3 separate regions of the Mus musculus genome follow, and regions 1 and 2 are each linked to region 3. The links are chromatin contacts, called in public promoter capture Hi-C maps. All regions are on one chromosome and are shown on one strand. Each heading gives the region's core, a stretch centred on a gene start, on an enhancer-like site or on the middle of the called end of the contact. The rest is flanking DNA. Distances are from core to core; before and after follow the strand shown. Region 1 holds the start of Rgs10 (regulator of G-protein signalling 10). Region 2 holds the start of Tial1 (Tia1 cytotoxic granule-associated RNA binding protein-like 1). Region 3 holds the start of Spns1 (spinster homolog 1).

What was found. Promoter capture Hi-C pulls out the DNA fragments that hold promoters and counts their contacts.
Region 1: a promoter capture Hi-C map of liver shows a contact between it and region 3, with 3 times the contacts expected there. The contact joins the promoter of Rgs10 here to the promoter of Spns1 in region 3. A contact is called at or near these places in 2 of 39 promoter capture datasets (both in liver) and 1 of 9 other capture datasets (liver).
Region 2: a contact with region 3 is called in a promoter capture Hi-C map of liver, with 2.3 times the contacts expected there. The contact joins the promoter of Tial1 here to the promoter of Spns1 in region 3. A contact is called at or near these places in 2 of 39 promoter capture datasets (liver and neutrophils) and 1 of 484 Hi-C or Micro-C datasets (B cells).

What each region holds. Positions count from the first base shown.
Region 1 is chr7:128,416,080-128,420,230 of GRCm38.p6, reverse strand. Rgs10 (regulator of G-protein signalling 10) reads left to right here and starts at 2,059. Exons shown (of 5, transcript NM_026418.2): 1 at 2,059-2,165. The coding sequence starts at 2,117.
Region 2 is chr7:128,459,287-128,464,032 of GRCm38.p6, reverse strand. Tial1 (Tia1 cytotoxic granule-associated RNA binding protein-like 1) reads left to right here and starts at 2,360. Exons shown (of 12, transcript NM_001347640.1): 1 at 2,360-2,908. The coding sequence starts at 2,877. It overlaps Gm32816 (a long non-coding RNA gene), which reads right to left and starts at 2,313. Exons shown (of 4, transcript XR_378509.4): 1 at 1,781-2,313.
Region 3 is chr7:126,375,940-126,380,442 of GRCm38.p6, reverse strand. It overlaps Spns1 (spinster homolog 1), which reads left to right and starts at 2,509. Exons shown (of 12, transcript NM_023712.3): 1 at 2,509-3,606; 2 at 3,704-3,769. The coding sequence starts at 3,366.

The DNA of each region.
Region 1 (4,151 bases), core at 810-3,309, 2.0 Mb before region 3:
TGTGTAGCGTACGTGCGTCTGGAGCTTGCAGACGTCAGAGGAGGACATCAGATCCCCTGGGACTGGAGTTACAGATGACTGTGAGAGGACATGGGTGCTGGGAATTGAACCCCAGTGCTCTGCAAGAGCAAGCGCTCTGAATCACTGAGCCATCTCTCCAGCTCCCAGTACCGATTTTGTGAGTCAAACAAAAAAGAAAATTAAATTGTTTACTCACTCTTAGCCCCGGTCTTTTGACAAGCTCACAGGACGGAGAAGGGGACCTAAAGCTGCTAACCTTCCCCATTATTTCCCATTGTCTAAGAAGCTTGGAGCTGTTCTCTCAGTACGGCCTCCCTCGGAGCATGTCTTAGACCACACCAGGCTTGCTGCCGGCACGGTGGGAAGAACCTGGCTGCTAGTGCTGCTGGCTTTGGCTGCCTGTGTCTAACTTCTACTCCATTGTGCTAGAGTCTCCTCCTTTCCTGTGTTAGCTTCGGTGTATTTGTGATCAGCCTCTGGGGACGCTTTCAATGGAGGTGGGCAGGGAAAATTTTGTTACTGTTCTCAGAATGCAGTGATCCCACTGGGATGGTTTGGTTTTGCCTTCTCTCTCTCCTTCCTTCCTTCCTTCATTCCCTTCCCTTCCTCTTTCCCTCTCTCTCTCCCTCCCTCCCTCCCTCCCTCCCTCCCTCCCTCCCTCCCTTCTGACTCCTTCCTTCTGACTCTCTATGTAGCTGCCTTAGACATTGCTATGTATATCAGGGTGTCCTCTAACTCAAAGAATCTTCCTGCTTCTGCCTCCGGAGTGCTGGGGTTGCTGGGATTAAAGGAGAGCACCATTATGTCTGTGTCTGTGTCGGTTTAGGCTCAGCTTTTACAGAGCCTATGACCCAAGAGCTATTTCAATGGCCAGGAAGCTTGGGGGGGGGGCGGGCGGCAATAGCAGCTGGAGACATTCAGAAACCCCGGCTTGGAAGCCACACTGATGGTGCTCACCTGCAAGCCGCAGCTGAAGACCTCTGCAGCCTTCAGGGGACGGAACATCCTCTTTGGATAGCACAAATGGCCGTGTTTGGAAATGATGGAGTGGGGAAGGGTAGGCAGAGAGATGGTGAATAACCACAGAGGGCCAGGGCTGAGGTGGCGTTGGGACTGCAGGGTGGACAAAAAGGGAGGAAAATAGAGCAAAATGGGAAGCTCAGAATAGAAGATATAAAGGAAAGTGCCAACTAGTGAAAATCCTGCGAAAGAACGCGCGCGGGGGGTTGGGGGGGCGACTGGGGAATGGTTTAGAAAAATAGCAATTAGCACAGCTAAAAATAAAGACCAATTTCGAGACAAAGCCAGACCCACAAGGAGAAAAATAAAACTCGCCAGAAAGACAATTCCTTGCAAACCGAATGCTCAAGAAAATGGGGCTAACGACACCCCCCTCTTGGGCTGTTTGGTAAAAAGAAATGGGAAACTAGATGAGCGTGGAGCGCGGCGCTGAGCAGGTGACTGGCACCAGGAGGAGCGTTGAGCCCGGCGCTGGGATCTACAGGATTCCGGTAGTTGAGCGCAAAGGTTCTCCTGAGACTGCACCCAAGTGTCGTCCAAGTTAAAAAATGTGCTGGCGCGCTCAGATCCACTCTGAAACCGCAGAGGCTCCAGACAGCGTTCTCCGAGGTTTGTCCCGGGGCTTGGAAGCCCCGGCACAGGCGTGGCGTGGGCCAGAGTGGGCGCCCACTCGCGGCGGCTTGGCTCGGGACTCTGGTGACGCCTCCCGGGCATTCGCGGCGTGAGCAGGCCGCGCGCCCACGGAATCGGGTAGACCCGGGGGCGATCTGGGAGGTGACTCGGGCCTGGCAGGGACACCGAACGCTGTATGTCTCCAGGCCGCGAGGGGAGGGACCGGGATGTGCGCGGGAGCTGAGGGTCACCCGGGGCCACCGCGCCCTGCCCTGCGCGGGTAACTGAGGGCTGGACCCAGTGCCCACGGGCGCGGGTGGGCAGGGAGAGGGGAGCGCGGCGGGGAGGAGGCGGCGGGCGGAGCCTGGAGGGGCGGCGTCGCGCGGGCTCCTCCTCCTCCTTGCCCTCTTCGGGCTTAGCCGCCGCGCTGCCCGGCTGCTCCGTCCTCTGGACGCCCGCGGCGATGTTCACCCGCGCCGTGAGCCGACTGAGCAGGAAGCGGCCGCCGTCTGGTAAGCGGTTGCGGGCGCTTGGGCGCGGGAAGGACGGGGTCGCCGGGTCCCCTGGCGCGGCTCGCTGTGCCGCCCGGACAGCAGCCGCGCTCCTCCCCGCTCGCTCTGTCCCAGCCGCGGCGGGAGCGCAGAGCCGGGGAGCCGCCCGGGGAGGAAGTTGGGCTTGAAGCGGGAGTCAGAGCAGCTTTCTTTCTAGAGAAGGTCTGGGAACCACGGGAGACACATTAACAGCCCCTCACTCCGAGGCAGCGTGGGAAGCCAGGCTTCCCTCCTGCGTGCAGCCTCTTTCTCGGGCGGAATGGGAAGGATGCTCCGCCGGACCTCTGCATCCCCGGAGTGGCCGGCCCCGCGGCGCCAAAAAAAGTGGAGTCCCAAGGTGGCTGCACACCAGGGCGGGGGAGGAACTTGTGTGACACGGCGGGGGAGTCACTTTGTTTTTCCCCCTGAACCTGCCTGACCCACAGTTTGGGGCAACTTGGCAAGACAAAGAACCCACGGTGCAGAAATGGTGATTTGAATCGTGCCATCCTTTTTGTTCTTAATAACACCTAACACTCTTTGATGGCTTAGGTTGTGGCCAGGAGCTGTGTTGACACCTTGTGTGCTTTCTCTTGTCTTCACCATTAGAGCAGCCGCGTCGGAGGGGTGGGGCTCTAAAGCCAGGGTGTTGGGTAACCTGCTCTACTCTTAGCTGATGGATTTTTTTAAACGTAGGTTTATTTGCTTGACTCTGGGTTCGGGGTTCAAAGGCTTGCTTTTCTGTCGCCCAGAGATTCACTACGCTTTAGCCGGTTTCCTCTTTTCACGTAAATATCAAACGTGGTTAAGCGGCTGCAATCAGACATAGACCCAATCCCTTGGCCACCACTCGACAGCTGTGCAACTTCTTTGTGACTGGGGATGTGCAAAGGGTAGCTTTAAGTGCTTAATTGGAGACTCCCCCCCCCCCATCAGCCACATGCAAATCATTTCATTAATTATTTAAGACAACCCCACTAAAGTCAGATTCCATAGAGTTATTGTAAAGAGTTTGCACTGTTGTCTTAATATGCGTTGAAATGCTCCATTAGTGTTCCCGAGTGGTCACATTCCCTTGTGATGCTGATGGCTGACACTGAGTGGTGGTCAGATTCTAGGCACCGGAGTTAAACTCCAACCTTGACTCTGCCACTCCGCCACACTGAATAATGAATGTCCTTGGACCTTTCTGTGCCGCAGAGCTGTGCTGGTGCTGGCTCAGTGTAGCTTGCAAGAACCAATTGCTAAATGTTCAGGGCATCTGGGAACTGGTTGCTACGTCATAGGTGGACTGAAATGAACTGTGGTGGGACATATCAACATATGTCAGACATCAAGGCTGGAACAGTGGATTTCAGGAAGCTGTGGACTTAACTACATACTTAAATTTTATTTTAGATCATATTTATCATGTGTATGTGTGTGCTCGTGTGCGTCTCTGTGTGTGTGTGTGTGTGCATATGTGTGTTTGCATGCTACAGCTTGTATGTGGAGGTTAGAGGATGACTTATGGAAATCAGTTTTCTTCTACCGATAGGTCCCAGTAGTCAAAATCAAGCCGTCAGGTTTGGATGTAAGCATCCTTACCCACTGAACCGTGTTGCTAGCCATTAACTACAGGTTTTAATTCTGATAAGGATATGCTTACATTACTAATAGTAGGATCAGCAGTTAAACCTGAGAAGCCCCAAGTGCAATGCTGGATACATGATAAAGGTGTGGGGCTTACTAGTTTCCTTTTCTTTCTTTTTCCATCATGTAGGGGAGTTCCGTCTAGCCTTGCCTAGGTTGCTTGCTGCTTAAAATTATATTTGGCCAGAATATAATACAAATAGAACCACTGAATTGTGACAGATACCTGGATTTGGGATGCTTTTGCATACGGCCAGATTGCAATCCCAAACTGAAAGGCAGTTTCACAGTCATTGCTAGCATGTATCTGTTCCAGGGCAACAGACTAACCCTGAT
Region 2 (4,746 bases), core at 1,111-3,610, 2.1 Mb before region 3:
CTTATGATGCTGTGGAATGGGTACTGATTGTCTCCTGTCTCCCAGATCTGTCTTCACAGTGGCTGTTTTTCTTTTTTGTGCAGCAGGGATGTCTGCTGGTCAAGTTTTACTTTCTGTGGACTAGGCAGATTTTCTCACTCTGTCCCGACTCTCCACATCACACTGCTGGGATAACCCTTTTAGCTGAAGGGCGTCTCCTAAATGCAATGGGGTATGAACTGCAGCCTGGGACAGCTAGAGGCCCCAGCTTCATGCTTACAAGACCTCCTGAATACTAACCACCCTGCTGGAGGGATCCAGCTGTGGGTATCAGAAACACCCCTTGGAATGCCAGTATCCTTAAGCACTAACAGTAGTAACAGGTAGGTGACTCTAGAATTTGATCCACCCATGGGTCTCATAGCCACCTAATAATTTCTCCATGGTTTTCCCAGCCTGAGAACATTCTGTCACCTGCATCCTTTGGTTTGTTGGTGACTAGCTTTCCTGCTCTCTACACAGCATGTGTGGACCTCTCTTTGTCTTGGGATGCTAACAGGTTGAGGCTCTGTGGGCGCTCCCTGGTTTCAGGTCCCCAGGTAGCTGTTTTTAAAAATAGATTCTCCCTTCAGATTGCTTCTGGCTACTGGCCTCTGAGTCATACAGTGTGACAAGATAAGATTCTCTCTGCTGTTGAATTTTTCTGCTGGGGCAATTACTGCTGCGTCAAACCTGGATTTAAGGCTTACAAGGGTTGTGGGCTTGTTCTGGGTATAGGACTGCCTGCGTTTCATTTGGCTTACCTTTTGGAAGTGGATGGGAACTGTATGGCTGAGGCTGAGCTTGGTGCCTTCCCCACCTCTTCCCTTCCCTATTTTTTTTTCTGACCCCTTTGTTTCACTTGTGTAGATTTCTGAAGCTCTCTGAAGTTCTTTCCTTTCCTTTTTTAAAAAAAAAATTAATTTTTTTTTTTTTTGGCTTTTTCGAGATAGGATTTGCTGTGTATAGCCTTGGCTGTCCTGGAACTCATTCTGTAGACCACGCTGGCCTCGAACTCAGAAATTCGCCTGCCTCTGCCTCCCAAGTGCTGGGATCAAAGGCGTGCGCCACCACGCCCAGTTGCTCTTTCCTTTTTCACTTTGGGATATAATCCGTTTCTCGTTCAGACTTACTCTCTCCTTCCTAGGCTCATGGAGAAGCAGCCTCCAATCTCCCACTGTACCTGTAAATTCAGGTAGGGTTTCAGTATGCAGCTAAGCAGATCTATAAGCTACCCCAAAGCTCTCTGTTGGCCACCAGACCTTTTCTCTCCTTCAATGAGACAGTGTGCAGCTGGGGGCACGGGAGAGCTGGTTAAGAGCACACTTACAGTGGCTTCCAGTTTGGTTCTCAGCACTCATATGCAGCTCACAACCACTGTTAACTCCAGTCTCAGGCAGGGAATGCCATCCCTTCGTCTGACCCCTAGGGGCCTCAGCCACAAATGTGGTGTACATCCAGTAGATTGTCATGATTCTATCTCCTCTCTTGCTTTAGCATCTCAATACTAGCAGCCCGTGTCCTCCAATACCGAACTCCAGACTGTTTTGGCATGAGACCTGGTCGTTGAGCCTCTTTGCTGTTTTCACTGATTATTAGTTTTTGATAAGGTCTTGGTATCTATTTCTAGGCTGGCCTTAAATCCATTATCCTCCTGTTCAGTAGCACTGTGCGCCACCACGCGAATATTTAAGTTTTAAGTAGGGATTTGAAAGAGCGGTACAAGCCATTTGAATGAGGGGCTGCTCTTTTGCAGCCTTACCCACTAATCCGATGAGATAATGGGTAGCGATCCTTGTGGAACTTGTAAAGCAAGTTACAAGCGGTATAGTCTAGAAAGGCCTATCTGGTTAGAACACGTGCTCAAAGACAAGGCTGGATCTGGTGTTGCCCGATGTCCGCTACATCTCTCCGGGTTCAGAGTTGCCACTCTTTTGCCCGTCGCGTGAGGCGTCGGTTGTTGAACACGGACCAGCAGTTCTGAGAGTAGAGGCGGGCAAGGCCGGCTGACGGGAGAACCACGCGGAGCCAGCACACCGCCTGATCTGCAGTTGAAGAAACCGCTCTGGGGCTGGACGGAGGCGGAGCAGAAGCTCACACTGGACCAACAGAAGAGCCTTAAGATGCTAAGAGCGATCCTGGGGCGGGCCCCGGCGCGAGGCACTCTGGGATTTGTAGTTTACTTCCCGGACAGCTCCTCTCTATTTCGGCCGCCCGCCTTTTATTCCTCGCTCTATCCCGGCACGCCGACTACTTAGTCGCGGCACGTCCTCACGTACGACTACACTACCCAGAAATCTCTCCTTCGCGCTCCGGCAGGCGCAGGGTCTGCCTTGAACTACAGTTCCCAGAAGGCCACTGGAGAAGGGCTTCCCCCACTTTCCCGGGACCGCAATTCCCGGAGACTTGGTTTCGCGGCTTTTCTCTCTGTGTTGGGTCTCTCTTGGACCCGGATAGGTCTTGACTGGCCAGCAGGCCCACAGCGACAACGTGCTCCGTCGTGTCCAGTCGCAGGGTGTACTCTTTGGCCGGGCTTTCTGTCTCTTTAGCTACTTTTGCCGGACAGGCCGTCGCAGCTGGCCTGAGCAGTGACCTGGCGGGCCGCGCCTGCGCCCTGCCGCGTTTCCTGCCTGGCTGGTGGTGGCGGCCATTTTGTTCATCCTCCTCCTCCTCCTGCTCCTCCTGGTTGGAGCGCAGTGTCCGGAGCGGGCTGGGGGGAGCGGACCCGAGAGCGGGGTTCAGTACCTTTTCCTCTGTCCCCAGCCGGCGCCCGGAGCCCCCCTCCCCTTCCTTCCCGCCCCCTCCCCTCCCCAGCCCTGCCCTCCCCCTTGTCCCGGGATCACTCCGTCGCACCCACCATGATGGAAGACGACGGACAGCCCCGGACTCTGTGAGTACCCGAGACCCGGGGTGCCAGGCACCGAGTGGCCCGGGCACTGCGGGAAGCGGAGGGAGGAAGGGAGAGCAGGAGCCCGGGACTAGAAGCGGAGAGCCGGGCGTCGCGGTGGCGCGGCTGTGAAGTGCATTCCTCATCTGTCCCCCTTCCCAGAGAAGGAAGCCCTCCCTTCCCCCCCAAACACAGTCACTTCCTAGGGTCTAGGGCTTGTCTCGACTTTTTCCTCCCGACCCCTTCTTTTGCACACTCTTGCTTGGCTGGGCTTGTGCACGGCTGAGGCTGTCAGGCGCGGGAGAGCTACTGTTCCCCCTGTGCTTTGGGGGCTCCGGGCTGAGCCAGGAGCTGTGGGTCCCTACGGGGGCAGGGCTTGGCGGGGGTGGGACCACTACTGCATCCTTTGGCTTGAACGTTTAGCCTCAGTCCACGTCCTCAGCAGTCCACGTCCTCAGCCTCAGTCGCTCCGAGTCCTTCTCCCCAGTCTACCACTCTTTAACCAGAGGAGCCCCTTGTCTCTTTCTGCCCCACGTGCCCCACGCTGTCAGAAACACCCGCCTAGCGCCTGCTGCTTTTGAAGTGCCAAAGTGATTGCTTTTCGCCACCGTGCACCACCTCTGTCCCTTGGATAACGAAGTTTACTTTGAGCGCTTACTGCGCCAACCTGACAACCAGTTAAACTCCTTTCGCTCAGTTAGTGATGCCGCTTCCTAATCCGTTTGTGCGTCCGGACCATCGGAGTTGGATAAAAGGATGACTGCTCCCGCTATTTGTTACCTGTCTTTTGAGTGCTATTTTTCGCGGTATAGCTGTCGGGTTTCACCTGAAGCCCAATCTAATGAATGAATCGCATCTTCCAACCGCTTAATTGGCGTTTCCTACCCCCCTCCGCCGGCCCCCCCTCCCATGCAGAGTGATGACTCAGCGTCTGTATTCCTTTCCAAATAGTGTGGCACTCTTTTTTTTTTTTCCTTAGTCTGAGTAATTTCCAATTCATTGTTTAAAGTGAGCACCTTGGGTTTTCCCAGCCTCTCCAGGCCTACTACTCCTGCCTGGAGTAAATACATAGAGTCAGCCTACTGCTTTGTCTCTCTTGCCTCCCACTGCCTAGTATTGATTGGTATGATGGTCAGAGTCCACTTGGCTGGGTTAGCTGATGGGGAAAGTACTTTTTAGGGAATCGACGACGGTGGATAGACATTCAGGACCTCTGACTAGCTAGCTTCTCAGAGCTTCATGCGTAGCACAGAAAATATGTTCAGTAAAGAAGGTCCATATGTATATTCAGTGTTGATAACAGATATTTTTTGAGCATTGTTTATACTTTACATTTTTATTTCGCTTAACATCTGGCTTGGGAAACTTGAAAACATCTTTTTTTTTTTTTTTTTTTTTTTTTAAACTTGAAAACATCCTAAACATATTATACCCCCTGAATGAAAATCTTTCTGTGTGTGAGATCTTCCAGCATCTGGGAAAGCTAGCAAGTATCTGGGAAGGCCTAGCAAGTATATATTCAAGGAAGATGACAGTTACATTGTATCTAAAATACCTGAAATGTCATCATTGCATCATAATAGCTACTGGGTAATTGGTAAATTCTCAGGTCTCATTAACTGCATCTATTTGTTCCTTAGAAGAGGTTTCTTGTTTTTGTCTGTTACATAGTATTCCTTTTCTGTTTTTTTTTTTTTTTAATTCCTGTAATTTCTTTGCATCCACTCTATCATCTTCTTTAGACCAGAGCTAAATTTTAATATTTCATACATTTATCATCTCAGATCTCTTGTCTTTTTTTCTGAAAGACATTTCAGGTGTCTATGTTTGGTTACCTAAAA
Region 3 (4,503 bases), core at 1,260-3,759:
GGTTCTTCCCGAAAGCTTCTGCAGAGCTGGTCACATCGTTTTTACTGTCCCACCTTAGCCTGAAGCAAGGCTCTAGCTGCCTCCACCTCTGCCTGATTGCCTGTTTCTTGCTTTCCCATCCGTTTGTAAGTGCCCAGCAAACACTGTCTTGTTCTTATCAATGATGTCTAGTTCCTGGTTCATGATCATATACGGTCATTGCCTCCCAAAGTCTACTGAAGGAATAAATTTCATGTCTCAGAGAACCCCACTGTCACCCATCTTAGTGAATGAGCCAGAAACAATGTGTCACCGTTGTCCCCTTTTTGTGCTGAGGGTGAAAACCGGGCCCTCATTCAGGTTGCACAGGTGCTCTGCCACTGAGCTATGTTCCAGCCAGGCTTCATACTTTGCTTTGTGATGCTAGGGATGGGGACCGAAAGCGCCATGCATCCGTAGCCCTGCAAGCTTCACCTTGAAATTTGCTTCGTCTTCCTTATCTACACCACGCCTGAACTCCACACCTTTTGATGGGGTTTTGATCTGTATAGCCCAGTAGCTTCCAACTTCAGTTTGTTCTCAGACCGGAGCCTTTCTGTTCCTCTCCATCCCGTGCCCCACCTGTAGTCTAGTAAAAGCAGTACTTTCTAAATTATAGAATTATTGTAATTTGTATTCAGATTGTATGTACATTAAGGTAAACAAGCAACCTGAGAGGGGTGGCTGACACCTTTAATCCCAGCATTCTGGAGGCAGAGGGAGGCAGGCAGATCTCTGTAAATCCCTTCATGCTCACTGCTCCCCTCCTAACCTTCAATCCATCTGCCACGGACTCAGCTTTTCTCAAATGCCAACATGATTTAAAAAAAAAATTTTTTTTGAGATAGAGACTCATTAGATAGCCCAGATAGAGTCAGTTTTCTGGGTTCAAGTGACCCACTTGCCTCCTGAGCATGTGGGATGCCTGGTGCGTGTGTCCAGACACTAGGTTTTCATTTGAATTGAGTAATGCAGTAGGCAACCTATTATGTCACGTTTCTTTCATCTCACAGTGTTTTACGTTTTTAATCTTTTATTACGTTTTTATTTTGTGTGCATGTCATGGCACATGTGTGAGGTAGAGGACAGCTTGTGGCAGGCAATCCTCTTCTGCCATTTGGATAGGGACAGAACTCAGATTGTCAGTATTGGTACCAAGTATTTTATCCTCTGAGCCACCTTGCTGGCCCTTACCTATTTTCGAACTCTCAATCTCTCTCTCTCTCTAACTTTCTCTTTCTCTCTCTCTTTCTTTCTCTGTCTCTGTATCTCATCATTATCTAGTCCAGGCTGACTTAAGACTCAATACAGTCCAGTCTTCAAATCCTCAAACTTTTATCTGCCTCTTCCTCTGCTGTGCTGAGAGGGATATTAAAAAAAAAAGATTTATTTTCTGTATATGGATACACTGTCGCTCTCTTCAGATACACTAGAGTAGGGCATTGGATCCAATGGTTGTGAGCCACTATGTGGGATTTGAACTCAGGACCTCTGAAAGAACAGTCAGTGTTCTTAACCACTGAGCCATCTCCAGCCCCAAGAGGAATCTTTAATTTTTTGTTTTGTTTTGTTTTGTTTTTTGTTTTGTCGAGACTGGGTCTTATGTACCCAAAGCCACATTAAAGTTAACTATTGCTATGTATCAAGGACCACTTTGAACTTCCAATTCTCCTCCTTCTACCTTTTGCAACGGGCTGGGTGAATGAGGTACTGGGGACTTGAGCCCAGGGTTTCAGGAATGCTTGGCAGTATTTACTATCAACTGAACTACATCCCAGTTCTGGAAGTGGGATCACAAAACAGTATTTTCATAGAATCATAGTATTTTGCATTCAGAATGTATGTATATTAAGGAAAACTAGCAACCTGAGACGGTTCGCCATGGAACACCTTTAATCCCAGCCTTCTGAAGGCAAAGGCAGGTGGATGCCTGTGAATTGGTGGCCACACTGGTCAAAAAAGGGAATTCCAGGACAGTCAGACATACAGAGAAACCTTGGAAATAAAAGAAAGAAAAATGAAAAAACAAGCCAAAAAAAAAAAAGCCTCTGCTCCGTGGGTGCTGAGATAAAAGGTTTGTTTAATTCACTGCCACACCTAGTGGGATTTTTTTTTTGTATGTTTTGTTTTCAAGACTAAAGGTATTAAAGGCATGTGCCACCAGCCAGATTGAGTTTGTTGTTGTTGGTTTATGATAAGGTTCCTCCGTGTAGCCCTGGTCACCCGGGAACTTGCTCAGTAAACCAGGCTAGCCTCGACCACAGAGATCGGCTGCCTCTGTCTCTTTAGTGCTGGGATTAGAGCCATATGCCATTTTTTGGTGCAGGGTACATTGCAGTTCATTGGTTCTGAGCCTCCGCCTGTCCTCCAGGAGAGACACCAGAGGGCGCGAGGACACTAGTCTTGGTTGGAGAAAAACTCGAGGCCATAGACAAAACATCCTCTTCCTCCTAAACTCTAGCATCTTTTCTTGGAGGCAGGGTCTCACTCAGTATGTAGCCCTGGCTGACCTGGAACTCGCTATGTAAACCAGGCTGTCCTTGAAATTGCAAAGATCTCCGTCCTTCTGCCTTCTCCTGGGACTAAAGGTATGCGCTACTACGCCCGACTCTATAGGAATCTAAATGTCCACAGTGAAAGCTCATGATTGGTAAACAAAAGGAGGCAGCTGCTCGCCGCTATTCATCCAACAATTACTGAGCAATGAAGCCATCAGCCAGTCACTGAAGAAGAAAAGAGGAAACAACTCACTAGCATCTGTAGAGATGTAATATTTCCAAATAATCCACTATCTCGTGAAATCGGATAAATGGGTATTCCATCTAGGCGATTGATTACACCAGCTTGCGAGGCCCCCTGGAGGCTACTGGTGGAAGTAGGAACGAGCGTCGGGTTACCATAGCGGAGGAGCCCTAGAAACCCTGGAGGCTTCCGTAGGCGGTGGCAGGTCACGTGTTCAATCCTTGCACCGGGTGACTTTCTCCGGTAGGGCTCCGGTGTCACATGACCTGCTCTTGGGCAACATGGCGGCAGTTGTGTTGCTGAGCTTGGACTGAGCAACAGCGAGTGTGGCGCGCTCCTTCCCGGGCTTTGGAGTGCGTCAGCGTGAGAAGAGGGACTGGGTCCTGGTCTTCCTGCTCCTGTCCCAGCGTCACCTGCACCTCCTGTGTGCTCTCCTCTGTCGGAACCAGAGGGAATGACGAAGCCCAGGGCTTTTCGCAGTGGTGCACTGTGCATCGGACCACGCTCCTAGGCGATAGTGGGCAAGTCTTCTCGCAGTCCTCTCTCCAACCTCCTTCCGTCGGAGGTAGGACCGAAGCGTGGGCGGTTGCGATTCCCCAGGGACCATGGCCGGGTCCGACACGGCGCCCTTCCTCAGCCAAGCAGATGATCCTGATGACGGGCCAGCGCCCGGCCATCCGGGGTTGCCAGGACCCATGGGGAATCCAAAGTCCGGGGAACTCGAGGTCCCAGACTGTGAGGGGCTACAGCGCATCACTGGCTTATCTCGGGGCCATTCGACCCTCATAGTGGTGGTTCTGTGCTACATTAACCTCCTGAACTACATGGACCGCTTCACCGTGGCAGGTACGCACTGATGCTCCGAAGAAGGGATATAGGCAAGGGAGAAGTTCCCCAGGATAGGGTCGCCTCTTGGCGCTCATTCTTTGTTTTTTCTTTCCAGGGGTTCTTACAGACATCGAGCAGTTCTTTAACATCGGAGATGGTAGTACTGGCCTCATCCAGACTGGTGAGTGAGGCTACTGCCCACACAACCCCTCGTTCTTAATTGCCTCAAGTAGGCCTACATACATGCAGGTTTGCCTAGTGAAGCTTTAGTGGCCAGGGCTCTTGGAGGCAATGGCCGTGGCTGCTCTTGGGCTGTCCACTTGAGCTGGGACATCGCACAGAGGGAGCCAGCTAGTTATTATGAGTCGGTAGGCAACACACTCATCCACTTTAAGCCTCATTTTTCTGGTCTGTAGAATGAAGCTAGTAATAAAATGGGCTAGTTCTTTAGACTGGTGTGAGGACTAGGTCATGCCTTGTGTGTGGCACATAGTGGGCACCAGGATACAATGGCAGGAGTGCTTGGCACTGCTGTGGGGGGAAAGTCTCCATTTCTGAGAGCCTATTATGTGCTAGGTCCTAGTAGTGCGCCCTAGAAGTGGTAGGGGCCCTACAAGGACGTTGGCCAGGTATTCTTGCCTATAGTTCTGTCAGCTGAGGAGTAGCATTCATTGCCTTTCCTATTTGTACTGGGAGAGCTACCTGTATTTTTATCAGAAGAGCTAAGATTTGCCCAGGGTCACATAAGCAAAGAGGTGAATGAGAATTTGAAACAAGGTTTTCAAGTATTTGTTTTTCCTACTCCAGGCCAGAGAGGAACTGGGTAGAAGCATTAAGTGTGCAGAAAAGAGAACGAGGTCAAAGGTCCACATGGTGTGGATTCAACACTCGTTCATTGGACACGTGTTTTATGCT